Regions from separate parts of the Rattus norvegicus genome. Here regions 1 and 2 are each linked to region 3. Evidence: chromatin contacts called from public Hi-C data. All regions are on one chromosome and are shown on one strand. The core of a region is the stretch at or near the end of the contact, and the rest is flanking DNA. Distances in the headings are between cores, read along the strand shown.

Region 1 (3,308 bases), core at 736-3,235, 110 kb before region 3:
AACAGCCCACTATCAGCCTCACAGATGGATCTCGCCTGAGTGCCAGACAGGCTGTACGGTTGAAATAGGACGCTAAATCTATAGGCATTTGGTTTTGTAATACAGCTTTGGCCTTTCGGAGTGGTCACATTTCAGTACCCCACTGCCAAGACTTTTAGTCTGAGACATTTAAGAACGGCATTCTCAGGGCTGCAAGGGTGACCTTGTCCTAGGCCTGGGTGCATAGTGTCAGGAGACACCAGCACAGGGGCTCCTCTGTGAGTATTCAGCAAACAAATTCAGAAACCAGGAGGTGAGGCAAGCAGAGGCCTAGGGGAGGAAGGGTCTGTCCTGGGTCTCCCTCAGCCCAAGTGCACTCCTTCCAGACACAGCTCCACGGAACAAGTTCCCTCACTCAGGCCTGGATCTCAAGCTTCCCCTAATCTTCTCATTTCTTTCCTCCAAGCAGACTGCACACTTCCCCAGGACCAGGGCAACCCCCTGCATCAACTGTAGTTTTCCTTACTGAAGTAACTCAAGGGAGGAGCCATTTCTGAAATTGTCTTGTTTATGTTCAAAGCACAAAAATAATTTCTGTCAAAGGGTGCATTGCTTAGACGATAAAAGAGAGATAGAAAAGCCCATTTTTCAGGATATGGGAAGAGTTCCCGAGACTGGAATCAGGGCACTTACAAATCGGCTGGAGTTGTTGTTGCGGACTGTCTTGGCATTCCCGAAGGCCTCCAGGAGTGGGTTGGACTGAAGGATGATGTCCTTGACATGCTATTGTGGCAGACAAGAGACGGGTTAGGAAAATAATGGATGCTTAGCACACGATGTCAAAGTCAACTTTCCCCAACGTCCCACTTTCTGAATATTAAAAGGTAAGAAGTTCCAGTCATGTATGTGTCCTAGGACATTTCTGGAGAATTCATTTTGGTTTTGCCTTGTTTTATTGAGACAGGATTTTACAATGTAGCCCTGTATGGCCTGAATCTCACTGTGTAGAGCAGGCTGGCCTTAAACTCACAGAGATAGATCTGCCCCTGTCTTCCAAATGCTGGGATTAAAGACACGCATTCCTATGCCCAGCTGTTTTTTGGAAAGAGAGTGACATGTGTTTCCGGCTAGCATCAAACCTGATATGTAGCTGAAGATGGTTTTGAACCCTAGATCCTCCTGCCTCTACTTCCCAAGACCTGAGACTACAGGCCTGTGCCACGACGTGTGGCTTATCCAATGCTGGGGGTCAACACCAGGGCTTTGTGCCCACCAGTCAAGTATGCTATCAACTGAGCTACCATTCCTGACGATAATGTATTCTTGCATGACCACAGACCTAAGCCTACTTGTATAACCAGGTTTCCCAACCCTTATGGTTTGAAACAGGATCCCAAAGCCGAGGGGCTACCAGGAACCCAGAATCTACACAACATGGGATTGGGTTTGCATTCTCCTTGCTGTGACCCCCTCCTGCACGTCTGGGCCTGTTGGTGATCACAGGGAGGGGGAAAGAGAAGCATGAAGAAGTCTCTTTGCATCTTGCATTCTCTGTTGCATCCTCCCCAACTGTTCCACTTGCCACCGTAGAGGCAAGACTTATCGAGACGGCAGTGACCCATCTTCTCCTCTCCAAACTTCTATAGAAACATGATCTGTGTGCCTACTACTTTAACTGTGCCCCAATCACCCGGGGATGACTGTGTGTCCAGCTAAAATGCAGAGGTAGGCAGGGTTAGTAGGTCTAGAGCAAGGTCTGGGAATCTGTATTTCAAAGCAACCCCTGCTCCTAGCGAGCTTTTGAACCAACTCCCTGAAAGCAGCCCTGAGTTACTGCTGCATCTTCTAGCATGAATTCACACTCAGGGCAGCCTGGAGAAGCACCAGATCATGGGACGTAGCTATGGGCCAACAACAGGAGAAGAATTTAGTATGAACACTCCAGTCCTGCACCAGGCTTAAAAGTGTGCAAAACACGTCACAGGCATGAGGCCTCTCAGCTGATAGGAGTTGGTGCTGAGAGAGGACTTTGGACAGTGACTCACTCCTTGTACGTCTAATTATTCACATGCTATGGTTAAATGTGTTCCAGAAATAACAAGTCTCCTGGCTTGTGCTCTTGAGCTACTGACTAATTTGAAGCCAAGAGTTCTGGATCGATGTCCTCGAAGGAAAACAGGAAGGGAAAAATCAACATTAACCGTCTGCAGCTTGGCCACTGGGTCACAGGACATGGCAAATGGGACTAGATGAAGGTACTAAAACCGACTATGGGAACCAGTCACGCACTCCTATGGCACCCTTGAATGAACATCCCGGCAGAGAGAATGGCACAAGGCTTGCAGGCACCAGTGATAGTCACTAGCGCAGAGGCAGACTCTGGGTGATTCTCCCCGTCCAATCAGATTTAGCTCCGCCCCTAAACTGCCTCTCTCCTTTACAACCCAGGGCTGTACATTAACTCTGTACTTCTTTGTAAAGTAAATTTGGAATTCGTGAATCTTTGCTATTCCTTTTAATGTTCTGTTTGCAAACTAGAAATGATACACAGTTTCTCTCGGGGAGACAGAAAGAAAAGATCTCGAAGCCTTTCCCTTAAAAACAGCCTTATATTATTATTGTTGTTGTTATTAATCAACTGAAGTGCTGGGATTAAACAAACTCAGGACAATTGATTCAGGGATGGCAGGCATGCATTCTTGCTTTCCTCCCTTTTATTAATTTTTAAAAGACAGTCTCATATAGTCCAGACTGGCCTCAACCACACTACCCAGAATTCTCCATTTGTCTGCTCCACCGCCCAAGTCCTGGGATACATGCATGTAGCTACTACACTTAGCTTATGTTGGGGATGAAACCTGGGGCTCTGTGCACACTAGAGAAGTATTCATGCCCAGCCAAGAAGCTTCCTAACACTGAGCTACATGGCCAGCTCAAGAGATCAACTTAAAACCTTACGTGGGGTTCAGGCTATAGCTCAGCTGGTAAAGTGCTTACTCAGCATCCTAGGGCCCTACCACAAGTCGGGTTCCATCCCCAGCACCAAATAACATGGGCGTAGTGATGCATCCCTGAGGTAGAGATAGGAAGTTTAAGGCTGTCCTTGGCACCTCAGTAAGATAGCCATCTCCAAAACAAAGATGAAGACCAAGACATAGAAGAAGAAGAAAAGAAGGAGGAGGAAGAGGAAGAAGAGAAAGAGGAGGAGGAAGAGGAAGAAGAGAAAGTGAAGAGGAAGAGGAAGAAGATGAAGAGAGGAGGAAAAGGAAGAAGATGAAGAAGAGGAAGAGGAAGAGGAGGAAGAAGAGGAAGAAGAGGATGGAGGAGAA
Region 2 (3,332 bases), core at 757-3,256, 99 kb after region 3:
TGGTGGTGCACATCTTTAGTGTCAGCACTGGGGAGGCAAAGGCAGGTGTGGACTGGTGTGAATTGAGGCCAGCCTGGTCTACATAGCAAGTTCTAAGATAGCCAGGGCTACATACTGAGAGTTGCCCCTCAATAAACGGACAAGTAAGCAGTTAAGTGAACACCCCATCACAAACCTCCTCATGCTTTCATAAGGATGTGAGAGTTGTACAAACTGAAATGGTTGGCGTGGGTATCACCTATGGAAACAGTTTTGTGCTGACACTTCTACCATTTTTCTTATTTTTTTTTCTTTTAAGATTAATTCTAAGAAGTAGGATTACTTGGCCAAAAATGTGAACAACATGGATATGTTTTGGCTACTTCATCAACTGTGCTTCTTGGATTGGTGGTTGTTGTACTTTGGGGATTACAATTGAAATACTGTAATTTTAGTTTGTTTTTTAAATGTATGTATGTGTGTATATGTTCACACATGTGTATGTAGTGTGTATGTAGAGGTCAGAGGTTGACATGGAGTGTCTTTCCGAATCCATTCCTATCACACTTTGCAGACAGGCTCAGAGCCTCCTCCCTCTGCCTTTCCAGTGCTGGGATCCCAGCTTGCGGGGACAGTCCTGGCTTTTACGTGGGGACTGGGGATCAAGCTTGAAATATTTTCTTTGCATGGGAAGCACTCGACCAACTGAGCCATAAAAATAAATACAATTTTTTTAGTAGACCTTGGGCTGGGTGTATACATAAGTACTATATATAAGGCTCTGTGTTCAGTCTCTAGTATAGCAAAACAAACAATAAAACAGACTGTATTTATTTATGTAGCTATGTTAGGCCCACAGCACAACAGGACAGAAAGCACCCATTCAGCCTGTGCCTTCATATATGTCTAGCATCCCCATCCCACAGCTCCCCCGAAGCCACATGCCCTCAGCCACATCCCCTGCTGGCACTCTACCTCAGAATGGTTCTGGATCTTTCAAACTACTTTGTAGCCAAAAAAGACCCAGAACTTTTGATCTTCCTTCCCCGGCCGCCAGATGCCGGGATTACAGATATGTCTGCCGCATCAGGCTTACTCTACTTAGACAGAACACAAAGCTATGCGGTACTCCACAAGCACACTGGTAACTGAACCACATCCCCACCCCGCCCCGTGCCGCTCCTGTTTCTCTGGCTACTAGAAAAGGTTGACTGTGGTAATTATTTCAAGCACCTCTTTCGTGAGCTCCTTTCCGGTTCCTTCACTCAGGGATTGAAAACCAAAGCAAAGCCTGGTTTTCCTGGCATCCAGTGCAATGGATGGTTCAGGCTCTCTAGCTTTGGGTTTCTGGGAACTGGACCTGAGACTCTGCACATGGAACAGGTCTTCTGGATGACACGTGTGTTTTCCCGAAGGCATTTGAGCACCATGGCCTTGTGCCCTTGCGGTTATCAACAACATTGGAAGAAGCCTGAGTGTTCTTCCTATTTGCTGCTGCTATTAATTAGGTGTAGTTTCCCATTGTGTGAGCCTAGAGAGAGAAAGAGAGAAAGAGGGGGGAAGGAGAGAGGGAGAGGGGGAGAGAGAGCGAGCGCTGCCAGCGCCTCTCATCAGTGGGAGAGTGCCAGAGATGAATTAGTCAGATTTGAGGTCTCCTTGCAGGAATGTGCTCAGATGAGTAACATTTTTGCCATTCATAGGTGATTGTAGCTAGTCTGCACTCTTCTTCGGAGAGCAGGTTCATTCATTGAAGAATTGGGAGCCACAGGAAATAATAGGTCTGGCAATTGCAGACTCCATTTTCAGTGGTGATAAGATGTAAGTGTCACCAAGCTGAACAAAACCAGGGAAACAGGTCCCTATATCCGTACTGGAGGTAAGGGACACTGGTCACTAGTGCCTGCCTCCTCACTAGCCCCAGTCCTTGCGCACCTGGATTGCACAGACGTGAGGGTCTGGCGGTGCCAGCATTGCCTCCAGCCAGGAAAGACAGAGTGAGGCCTTAGGAATCTGAGGAGGAGGAGCCAGGCTCACTACCTCCCTCTGTGACTGAAGGAGACATTGTGGAGGCCGCTGTGGAGGCCCACTCTTCCTCTTAGTCTTTGGCTACGACTGGCACAGCTCCCTCACCGGCCTACTGACACTTCCACCCTTGTCAGAAACACCCACTGAGCCGACAAAGAAAAGCTGCCTCGAGTCAGAGGACCCAGCAGCCATAGGAGGAGGCAAAGCCACGCCTCCCAGCAGAGGGAACCAGTGGGCCGGGAATAAAAGAGCAATTTACATATTTAGGACCTGTGAGCACACGGTAAAGCTGCTGCCATGACTTTAGAGTTTTGTGGGGCCCAGGAAAAAGTGCAAGAAACCCCAGAGAGATGACAGAGTAGGGCTGTCAGGAAGGGCAAGTCAGACCAGCGCAGGACTGGCAGGGGCTCCAGCGGGAGCGGGGGGGGGGGGGGGGGGGAGGCAATAGTAGTTACACAGGGGAGTTGAAGAAAAGAGTTAGAAAAGTTCACCAAGCTCCAGGTTGAAATGCGTTTTTAAAAGCAGAGTAGGGTTGTCGATGCTGGAAAGATGGTTCCGTGGTCCAACTTGATTCGGTTCCTAACACCCACTTCAGTGTGATCCCAATTACCTGTAACTCCAGTTCTCTCTCTCTCTCTCTCTCTCTCTCTCTCTCTCTCTCTCTCTCTCACACACACACACACACACACACACACACACACACACACACACACACGGCATAGGCTCACACACAAATCCACATAAGTAAAAATTCAAAAACTTGGTGCCTCGAAGCAAAACTTAGCATGTTAAAAACATGAAGTATCTTACTGACTTTGTCCTAAGCCAGTACAGTGAGGATTAACTAACAAAGACAGAGCCAGTGAGACGGACCAGCAGAAACAGGCATCTGCTGCCACACCTAAAAACTTCAATCTGTTTCCCCAGATCGAGAGAATCGACTTCTGAAAGCTGTTCTCTCACATCCTGCTCCGAACTAAATAAAATTTAATAAAAAAATATTTTAAAAAAAACAAATCTTAACAGCTTGAAATAAAGAAACACAATTTAAATTCTGTTTTTATTTTTTGAGACGTCTTGTGATGTAACCTTGGCTAGCTTCAGATTCAAAATCCTCCTGAGTGTTGGGATTACATATTTGTGTCACTGTGCCGGCCAACTGTAATAAATTCCGACATCCTTAGATATTCACACATCCTTAAATCAACTCTAATTAATTCCGACATCCTAGATATTCAGACATTCTTAAATCAAAGAGAAGCTCAAACTGAAATTAAAACTGTGTAAAATAAAATACCAGGAGCTGGGCATGGTGGATTATCCCTGAG
Region 3 (3,239 bases), core at 394-2,893:
AAGCTTATTTATAAATGAAGTATTTGCTCTCGGGGGCAAAGGTGAGATAATTTTGAACTATGAGGAAAGTAAAAGCTTGGGGCCAGGATGCCTTTTAAAGGTTTCGTTTGTTTTAAAATCATTCTTTTGAATAAACAGCGCGAGGGTAAGGACTGTTTGTAAGCTCAATGTGGGTTCAACCCGGCCTGCGGGGTGGATGCTTGGCGCTGGGGATCTGGGGATTTCTCAAGCCAGCGCTATGCTAGGCATCTTTTTTAGTAAGCTTCCCCCTCACCGCCAGTAAACAACGAGAAAGTCAAGAGGACAAGTTCCTCCACCAAGAAGCAAGTGTGGAAACTTTGAAGCCTTCTAGAATTTTTAAAACTTTTTTTTTTAAGTTTTTAAAAAGTTTTTCTTTTCTTTTGGTCCGGGTGGACTGGCTATCTCTTCAAAATTCAATCTTTGTTTTCGTCCTTTGGTAGGAAAGCCACACCACGGCAAAGTCCAGGGGATGTGGCTAAGGTTATTGGAACTGTGAGAGGAGGGTAGTTAGGCTGGGGACTCCTCTGGGTAGTGGCAAAAGTCTCAAATGAGTTAGAGAGAGGCAGTCCATGCCATACACTCCCCCAAGTGCCAAGCGGAAAGGAACAAAACCGGGAACGTTCTCGGAGAGTTGTGGCATGTAGACCAGGGTGGCGGTCCTCTCGAGCTGGGGACCGGGTGGAGCCCTCCGCAGGAGGTGTTTACCCCACACAGGGACCCTACGGGCCTGGGCTCCCCGCCAGCGTGACTGCCCCTGCGCGCTGTCGTCACAGGGTCCCCGCAGCCCGGGCCACCGCCAGGTGCTCCGCGGTACCTGGAGCCCCTGCCTGCCTTTGTGCAGCGCTCGGCCCATCACCAGCGCAGGCGGGGCTGCCCGGGTCCTCCCCGATGCCAGGAGGGCAGCTGCGGGATCAGCCTGCCAGGGAGCTCACGCCGGTGCCTGCCCAGGGGAGAGGACCCGAGGGACACAGGCGTGCCCCTCACCTTCGCTGGAGGAGAACAGAGTCTCCAGTCCCACGACTATGCGGGTGAAAACGGACATACACACTCTCTGGCTTCAGACAGCTGGCAGCCACAACAACACTGCCACCAAAACTTTGCCGGCGCAGAAAGTCACTTCAGAGAGTTTTCCTTGCCACCCTTGGTCCCTCTTCCCGGCTAAGACCGGTTTAACTGCAAACGGCAGGAAATCAGAGCTCCAGAAGTGCATACTCCCGCGTCCACCTTCTCCACCCCCTGGCCTGGGCAGCTTGCCCAAGGTAGGTGCCCGCTCTGGAGCTTCCTGCCCTCTCCCAGGGTCAGGCGTCCTGGGACGCGGCGCAGCCAACTCACCATGGTGACTCCCGCCGCGGTCGCGCCCCCGCCGGGTCCGGCTGCCTAGGCACTAGGGTTGGAACGCGGTCTCCTGGGCGAACTTCAAAAGTTGTTCCCCTTCGCCAAAAAACAATCTCCAGACACCCAAGCACTCACAGGAGCCAATGGAAACCCAGAAGGGACTCCATCCAGGCGGGATCCAAGACTCTGGGTGAAGGCAAAACTTAGCAGACCCGGTGCACACTCCGACCTGGCGATCCCCAACTGTCTAGAGATGCACCCTGATGCGCTCTGCAGGACTGCCTGTCCAGCTGCCTTGCCTGGACCTCCTTTCCCTTAACACTTAATCCAAACTCTTCTCTGGCTCAGGCTGGGCTCGGGCCGGGCAATCTGTCCATAAATGGAGAATTCAGCACAGGCCTGACCAATCAGAGTTTGTTTTCGCAGCGTCACTCCTCAGAGAAGCCGAGGTAGCCAACAAGCGTGAAACTACAAGAGTTTCCAAAGGCCTCTGGATCTTGTAGTCCTGCGGCCTCGCTACCCTGCAGAGCACGCTGCTGTCCCATCGGTCCCCAAGGAGCCACCCCCAAACCGAAAGGATGAAAACACTTGGGGTGAGTGGGAAACCGCTCTCGTGTCTCTTCTCATTAAGGAGAAACTTAGCATCGATTTAGCTCCTACGCACAAGTCGCATGATTTTCCTAGATTCTTCTTTTTTAAAATAAGTATTTCAAAAAGTATTTATAAAAGATCACAAAGTCGCAGCCCAAAGGAAATCCTTCCTTCCTTCCTTCCTTCCTTCCTTTCTTTCTTTCCTTCTTTCTTTCTTTCTCTCTCTCTCTCTCTCTCTCTCTCTCTCTCTCTCTCTCTCTCTGGATTGTGAAGAAAGTCGAAAACATTTCCTCCACCGGTCCTTTATACCTGAATTCATTTCCTTGGGAACGGAGGAGATTGAGAGGGAGGGGGGAGGGAGGGAGGGAGGGAGGGAGAGAGAGAGAGAGAGAGAGAGAGAGAGAGAGAGAGAGAGAGAGCTTGGTCCTCTGCGGTGTCCGGTTTCAGGAAACCAGGTAGCCTAGGAGGGAGGGGAACACAGATTCCTAAACACGATGAGGGAGTCTGACTCCTAGTGAAGGGAAGCAAACTCGCAGGGCCACCACGGGGCTGCGCTCCCAGTGTCTGAGGAAGAAAAGTTCAGTAAGAAAAGTTCCAGAGCACAGAATATCTTGAGATTCGGTCGTCCCCCTTCACGTGAATCTATAGTAAAATAAAATAAAAAAAAAAAATCTTGGCTAGTTAGAGTTTTGCACTTTGTTTTAATGTGGTGCACACCTACCGAGGACTATGGCCAAACCAGGAAAAGGAGTGAATGCTGATACACCCTGCAACAGAGATGGAAGGACCCAGGAAAACTATTATGTGAAAGAGGTCAAGGTTCAAGTTCACCAGGTGCCATTCCATGTGTTCTAGCGGTGGGTAGGGAACACTGCTTAGAGGGAGTAGTAGATCTTGGCTGCTTGGGGGTGTGGAGTGTGGCCTGACAGCGGATGGAACAAAGGGGCTTTGTCTTGGGGGGTGGTCCAAGGATATCCCCTAGGTACTGATGGTGGTGGTAAAACTGACTAGACCCCAAACCACTGAATTGTAAGTTTCCAAGTAAGAATCTTATGGTATGTGAATTACATCAATTTTTTTTAAAAGGGGGGGGAGCATATGTGCACTTCGGAGGACAACTTGTGGGAGCTTGTTTTCCCTCCACCATGTTGGTCCCAGGGGTTGAACTCAGGCGGTTAGGTTTGGCAGCGAGTGCCTTTAATCACAGAGCCATCTCACAACAATTTGAAAGGAAGTCATGTTTGAATTTTTGTAACCATTTCCCGTTTGGGCAATATCTTAGTTAGGGTTTT

What was found. A called contact is a pair of places that touch in the nucleus more often than the background predicts.
Region 1: a contact with region 3 is called in a Hi-C map of liver, with 3 times the contacts expected there. The contact joins the enhancer-like site here to the promoter of Myo1e in region 3. A contact is called at or near these places in 8 of 12 Hi-C or Micro-C datasets (the A7r5 cell line, frontal cortex, hepatocytes and 4 more).
Region 2: a contact with region 3 is called in a Hi-C map of the A7r5 cell line, with 3 times the contacts expected there. The contact joins the enhancer-like site here to the promoter of Myo1e in region 3. A contact is called at or near these places in 7 of 12 Hi-C or Micro-C datasets (the A7r5 cell line, the Rat2 cell line, Schwann cells and 4 more).

The regions. Positions count from the first base shown.
Region 1 is chr8:79,878,883-79,882,190 of GRCr8, reverse strand. It overlaps Myo1e (myosin IE), which reads right to left. Exons shown (of 28, transcript NM_173101.2): 6 at 673-762. Among named protein-coding and RNA genes, the nearest start is that of Ccnb2, 100 kb to the left of the region's middle. Within about 2 kb of position 1,985, at least 11 of the 93 cell types and tissues checked have an H3K27ac peak or open chromatin away from gene starts, as enhancers often do. A contact at or near this core is called in the A7r5 cell line, kidney and liver, where this site is marked.
Region 2 is chr8:79,668,700-79,672,031 of GRCr8, reverse strand. All of the region lies in intron 3 of Fam81a (family with sequence similarity 81, member A), which reads left to right. Among named protein-coding and RNA genes, the nearest start is that of Fam81a, 32 kb to the left of the region's middle. Within about 2 kb of position 2,006, at least 11 of the 93 cell types and tissues checked have an H3K27ac peak or open chromatin away from gene starts, as enhancers often do. A contact at or near this core is called in the A7r5 cell line and Schwann cells, where this site is marked.
Region 3 is chr8:79,767,232-79,770,470 of GRCr8, reverse strand. It overlaps Myo1e (myosin IE), which reads right to left and starts at 1,643. Exons shown (of 28, transcript NM_173101.2): 1 at 1,354-1,643. The coding sequence starts at 1,356. It also overlaps the pseudogene Rpl37a-ps11.